Regions from separate parts of the Mus musculus genome. Here region 1 is linked to region 2. The links are chromatin contacts, called in public Micro-C maps. All regions are on one chromosome and are shown on one strand. The core of a region is the stretch at or near the end of the contact, and the rest is flanking DNA. Distances in the headings are between cores, read along the strand shown.

Region 1 (3,163 bases), core at 558-3,057, 1.6 Mb before region 2:
AAACAGCTGAGAACCAGCATAGGTTAGAATTCTGTTTATTTATTTATTTATTTTTCCTGGATACTATGTGTCAAGGAAGTGCTGAGAGCAGGGAGAAAGCGAACTGGCAGCAGGTCCTTTAGGTTTAATAGTCTCACAACCATAAAGTTTGCTGCAGATAAATCAATATAGCAGATTAATAACTAATATAAATCACGGGCTTATTTTAATTTACAAGTACCAAGAAGTAAACCTCTTTTCTGTGCAAAATAATATGGGAAACAAAACTCAAACACAACAAATATTATACATAAGAAAGTCTCAGAAACACGAATAAACTGTAGTTCTTACTATATTAGGCTGAAATCAGGAACAGAATAATGAACACAAAAAGACTTTGCCCAGAATAAGCACTTAAAAAAATATAGAAGCTCCCAACCCAGGAGCCTACAAGTACCTTCCTTTGTTTATGAGACTTGGCTAAGACTCTGTCCTGTTAAGGAGACCCAAAAGAATGCTCTATGAAGAGTTCTTGTCTTCAGATGCAATTCTGATATTTTGCAATTTGATGAAGTGAATCATATGCATTTGAATGACAAATATGAAAGATTGCGTTATTGGGATTCAATTTAATTACAGAGAAATAGAGGGCGATGAGATGGAACATATCACAGTAACAAACACAGTGATGTAGATAACAAGGACTGTAAGCTGTTTTGCGCTTGTAACATTTGTCCGGATTTCAGAACTCTACAACTCAAGAGCCTGGGCTGTAGAATTCAGAATCCTAACGCAGGACCCCTTTGTTATCTTTGGTCATATCATCCAGTGCGTGTGGCGGAATCTACAGGCTGTCCAGGCTGTGGTTGGGGCAAGCGAGGTTTGGACATGGAGTGTGTGTTTGCGGTGGGGGCGGGGCGCCCACCCTCGCACATCTCAGCGTTATTGCATTACCTGTGATTGTGGAGAACTGGTTTTCAAGTACTGAAAAACTCCAAGAAACAACAAAAGCAGTATTTAGGACACTTAACAATCACAACCCCATTAACGCTTCCCTCTGCTAAACAGCGGTTTGGCCAGGTTCGACTTATGTTTCTTAGACTTTTATAGTCAGGGGACCTGGCTTATCTTGGTGTCAGGCTGACCCCAGAGCCTAATGTGGCACTAGGTTTTTCTCTCGCTGTCTGGGGACCGCAGAGGTGTCTGACGTTCAATGCCTGAAGCATTCGAAACCTTTGGCGCAAGTAACGCATGACTCTGAATAATTGACTCTGAAAAAGAGGCGCATTTCCAAAGTTGAGGACAGAAAGGTTGTGGCATAAAGGGGAGGAAAGCGGAGATATTTTTCTTCTTCTAATTTTCCGCAATGGGAAACGATTGAGGAGAACCGGCGGGACCCGGGCGCGGGCAGTAGCGGGATCTGGCCGATGGCCTCCCAGGGAACACCAGTCCCTGTGGGCTGGAGCTTGGCTCTAGGTCCCTCAGGCTGCTTTGTTTCGGATGCTTAACCCAGGTTCTCGGCTGGGCTCTCGGTTGGTCTCCCGCTCCAGGATCCGCCCGCCACAGGGCGGGGCTTCAGGGTCAAGGTGGACCAATTCCCCAGTCTCGCCCCTCCACGCGCTTTCGGACCCCTGAATGACTGACAGCCGTTGGGTCCAACCTGCGGCTCCGAACAGTGGCCTCCACCAGGGGCGGTCGGAGGCGAGACGCCGGGGCCAATCACGTTGCAGTCTAGGGGGCGGGGCCTCCTTGCCAGCTGCAGGCGGCGCAACCAGCACTTCTTCGGTCAAATGAGAGCCGAAGAGGGGCGGTCCCCCGGCTGGGGTCTAGCCAATGAGAAGGGCGGGATGGGCGGGCCGGAGAAGAAGCCGGCGGTCCTCTGTTGCGAGCTAAGGTTTGGGGAGTCGGTAGGGGGACCGCGAGTGGAGCGCGGGAGCCCGGGCGGCAGGCGGGTGTGAGCTGCCCGAAAATGCACTCGGATGCTGCAGCTGTCAGTGAGTAGCACAGAGCCAGCGGGCCCGCACACCGCGTCCGCTCCTGCGCTCCCTTCTCCACTTCTCCGGTTCCGATCGCGCTGGAGTCCCTGGCCCGGGAGCGGGTTGAACCCCTCCTGGAGTCCGAGGGCCGTGACGCTGCGGGCGGCTGGGGCGGGGGCAGGGGCGGCGGGGAGGGGGTGGGGACTGGCTGGCTTTCCGCGGTTGGGGGAGGGGGGACATTCTGGAAGGCCGGGGGCCGAGAGTCGGTGGTGCACGGAGGTGGAGACGGCGGCGGGCGCTGGCAGCTGGGGTCGGGGGTGGTACGAGCGGGCAGGGAGAGGGCCTGCGGTCCGAGTACAGGGTGAGGCTTGCGGGGCCCGAGCCGTACGGTCTACCGGGGAAGGCGGGGGAGTGCGAGGGGAGAGGGGGCGGGGACAATGGGAAGGAGGGCTGGGGGCGGGGGCGGGAACAATGGGTGGGGAGCTGGGGCAGCGGCCGGGCCGGTGAGGGGATGGGGGGTGATGTAACGGGGGCCATGGAGTGGGAGACGCCGCGGTGGGATGGGAGAGTTGTGGAGTCCGGTGTGCGGGACGGCGGTCGGGAGTGGGGAGAGGGCTTGGGGGGCAGGTGTTGGGACAGGCGGTCCCCGGAGGAGTGGATGGCGGATAGGACTGCTGTGCAGTTTGGGGGCTGGGACAGGGGTCGGGGAGGGTGTGCGGAGTGAGTTAGGAGGAAGAGTAGGTGGGGAGAAGCGGGGACTGGGAGGGCTGTCATCTTCGGGTACGGTGCTCTTGGGGCGGGGTGGGGAGCGTTGGACTGTCCATTGGGGGAGGCGCCTCCTCCCTGGAGAGGCCCGGTTCCAGCCTAGGAGGGGACCACCATTGAGCCTCGGGGTGCACTGAGGAGAGGGGGCGGGGCCGGGTACCCGGGAGGTGTCCCGAGGCTGGCAGTAGCCTCCGCGTTCGGCGAGCAACGGGGAGCGAGGTCAGCGCGGGCTGGGGTTACAGGACCGGGAGGCCGCTGTCTGCGAGCTGACTCGACCCGCAGGGGTCCTGGAAGCGGGGTGGAGGAATTGGCGTAAGAGGTTGTCGGGGTCCCCGGCGGTCCGTAGGTTTGGCAGTGTGTGACGCAGTTCTCTAATTTCTGGCCATCAGGTGTAGAGGCTGATGCGTCAAGACCTGTTACCTTGTACGGAGGGCCGCTTTGGA
Region 2 (3,022 bases), core at 317-2,816:
AGGAGAGAGTAGGTTGGTCGGAGCTGGGCTGGACTATGTGGGCTGGATGAAAAGGAGGAGCTTTGGAGGCTGTCTAAGGCAAACCTTGCAGTGCAGAAGTAGTTACAAGTGAGCGGGGACCCCGTGCTCAGCCCCGAGACTCCTTAATTGTTGTCACAAGATGTTGGATTAGCACATTTCTGGAATAGCTGTCTGTTTACACTCAGGAGACCCACCGTCCACTAACCACTTTCTAATTGAATTCTAATCACATTCAAATAGCTCAATAACCAGCCTCAGCTGCAATTCATAAAACTTTAATTGCCATCCATAAATCCTGGGCTCCCTAGAGTGGGGCATCCCTACAACCCAATTATACACTTCCAGCAGGCAAGAGAGGGGTGGTCACAGAGATGGAAAGGGGAAAGAAAGACAGGACAGACACAGAACCCTGAGCCTCCAACTGCTGTTCCCTGCCCTTGATCTTCAAGTTAACTGTCACTGTTGTAAACTCACACTTGAAGTTAGCCATTTTGGTAAAAGGACAGGGGAGAAATTGCTGTCACCTCTGTGGCCTTGACTTTCTCCCAAAGACATCTAGATGGCAGCCACCTAGCAGGTAGGTGCACAAGTCTTTCTGAGCCACCAAATGGAGGTCTGCTACTAAACTGCTCCTTAGGTACAGGCAGGATTCCACCACTAGCTGAATGGCGGAATAAGCAAGGATGCAATAAGCATCTATTGAGAAGGGTGGGGTGGTGTTAGCAGGAGATCACTTAGACCAAGGGACCGCAAGGGCCTCCTCCAGCTGCTACCCCAGTCTCTGCAAAATGTTCCTGGTGAAGTTTAGCGGAGGTTGGGCTTGGAAACTATGTAACTGCTTGAAATAAGAAAGGATTGACTCTTTGCAGAAGGCAGAGCTGCTGGTTAGAAAGATGCACAAGGAAGGATTAGTGGTCTGAGTGACCTCAAGAGAATACAAGGACATTTGAGAATTGATGTAGCCTGGAGTGCTTGGTTTCTAAGCTGGGTTGTTACCCGCCAGACCTTGGCCAAATCGAAAAGCTGGGGAGCAAGGGCAGATATGAATGTGGTGAGCGTTAGACCGGCCGACCTCCACTACAAGGCCACATACGCTGGTCCAGAGCAGAAGTCTCAAGCTTTACTGCGCAGCTAGGGTTGGCTCCTAGGAGCTTAAATGCATTGGTTATCTCAGTTTAAATGGCTTGGAGGTCCCCACCTGGTGCTCTCTGCAGTGTGTCACTGTGAAGCGTTGGACAGAGGCCCAAGCGAGGGAGGAAGGTAGGCAGAAACTGGATCGCTGAGATTTTCCGCTGAGAGTGATGGAGGGAGAGGAGGTCGATCCCTAGCAAAATTAACAGACCCTACACTTAGCGAAGTCTCCCTCTCCCCCTCGTTCTTCCCTGCCTCCCCCCACCCCCACCCCTCCGCTTCTGTTGTGACTCGGGCAGCCTATCCCGAGGGTGGGGAGCTGCCGAGGAGTCTGAGCTGAGCGGTACTCCGCAGCATCACGTGCCGCGGTGGGGGCTATAAAATCCTGGAGCCGGGGCTCCGGGCGGGGGACGTGAGGACCAACCCTCTCCAGGGACCCCTTTGTTCGAGTCCCAGACACCTCAGCATCCCCAAGGACTTGACCGCCCGCGTGCGCCCAGCTTTCCGGACAGTGCTCAGATAGCAGAAGGAGAGAAGGGGACTCAGCAGCCCGCAGGACAAGCCATCCATCGACATGTCGCGCTCCTTCTACGTGGACTCACTCATCATCAAGGACTCCTCACGGCCCGCACCCTCGCTGCCGGAATCGCACCCAGGGCCGGATTTCTTCATCCCGCTGGGCATGCCGTCCCCGTTGGTGATGTCAGTGTCCGGGCCTGGCTGTCCGTCCCGCAAAAGCGGCGCTTTCTGCGTGTGCCCGCTTTGCGTCACCTCGCACCTGCACTCCTCTCGCCCGCCCGCAGGAGCTGGTGGCGGAGCTACGGGGACCGCGGGGGCTGCAGTGGCGGGCGGCGGGGTGGCTGGAGGCACCGGCGCTCTACCTTTGCTCAAAAGCCAGTTCTCTCCCGCTCCTGGGGACGCGCAGTTTTGCCCACGGGTGAGCCACGCACACCATCACCACCACCCACCACAGCATCATCATCACCATCACCAGCCCCAGCAGCCCGGCTCGGCTGCAGCGGCGGCCGCGGCGGCGGCGGCGGCAGCTGCGGCAGCGGCGGCTCTGGGACACCCGCAGCACCACGCACCTGTCTGCGCCGCCACTACCTACAACATGTCGGACCCACGGAGATTCCACTGCCTCTCCATGGGTAGGGCGGGGTACCTGCGTGCCTCCGGGGAAACAAACTTTGCGCCACCAGGGAAGGAGGTGGGAGTAAGGTGGGATCTTCTGTGGAACTGTTGAGATCTTCCCCTAGAAATTCCACGGAGGTGGAAGTTAAGGAGTCAACTTCTTGGCGAGGCCTTGTGCCCTTAGCTCTACAGGTGCACAAGTGTCGCCTGTTATCTGGGCTTTGGAGACCTGGATCAAGACTTCAGAGAAATAGGAGGTTAAACTGACTGAGATTTGGGGTGGATGCGTTTGGACCTCAGTGTGGCATCTTAGCTTCCCTGTTGGTTAAAGGCTGTCTGTGCCTTTGGCCGAGGCTGCTAGCTGGTTAGCTTTGCTAGGCCAATGGAAGACAGACAAGGGGAAGGAGAAGGCAGTAGGTGCAAGTTCCACTGGAGTCCTTTAACTTAAAATCCAGGACATTAAAGGCCTTAATTCTCATGAACGTCTGTCTTTCTTACACTCCCAGACAGACCAGGGACAAACATGGATGTGTTGGGTTAGACTGGGTTCTGGAGCCGCGTTCTTTCCAAGGGTTGTCAAGTAGAGTGGGGTCACTTTTTTTTTTCTGCGGTTCATCACCTCTCTGCTCTCTTTTGGGTCCACAGGAGGCTCCGATACCAGCCAGGTACCCAATGGCAAAAGGATGAGGACAGCGTTTACCAGCACGCAGCTCCTGGAGCTGGAGCGAGAATTCTC

What was found. Hi-C and Micro-C count contacts between places; a contact is called where the count stands out from the background.
Region 1: a contact with region 2 is called in a Micro-C map of embryonic stem cells, with 3 times the contacts expected there. The contact joins the promoter of Dcun1d4 here to the promoter of Gsx2 in region 2. A contact is called at or near these places in 2 of 39 promoter capture datasets (frontonasal cranial neural crest and hippocampal neurons), 2 of 484 Hi-C or Micro-C datasets (both in embryonic stem cells), 2 of 115 datasets of contacts at active chromatin or transcription factors (astrocytes and epiblast stem cells) and 2 of 9 other capture datasets (embryonic stem cells and liver).

What each region holds. Positions count from the first base shown.
Region 1 is chr5:73,489,219-73,492,381 of GRCm38.p6, forward strand. It overlaps Dcun1d4 (DCN1, defective in cullin neddylation 1, domain containing 4 (S. cerevisiae)), which reads left to right and starts at 1,808. Exons shown (of 11, transcript NM_178896.5): 1 at 1,808-1,973. The coding sequence starts at 1,949.
Region 2 is chr5:75,074,035-75,077,056 of GRCm38.p6, forward strand. Gsx2 (GS homeobox 2) reads left to right here and starts at 1,567. Exons shown (of 2, transcript NM_133256.2): 1 at 1,567-2,303; 2 at 2,932-3,022. The coding sequence starts at 1,727.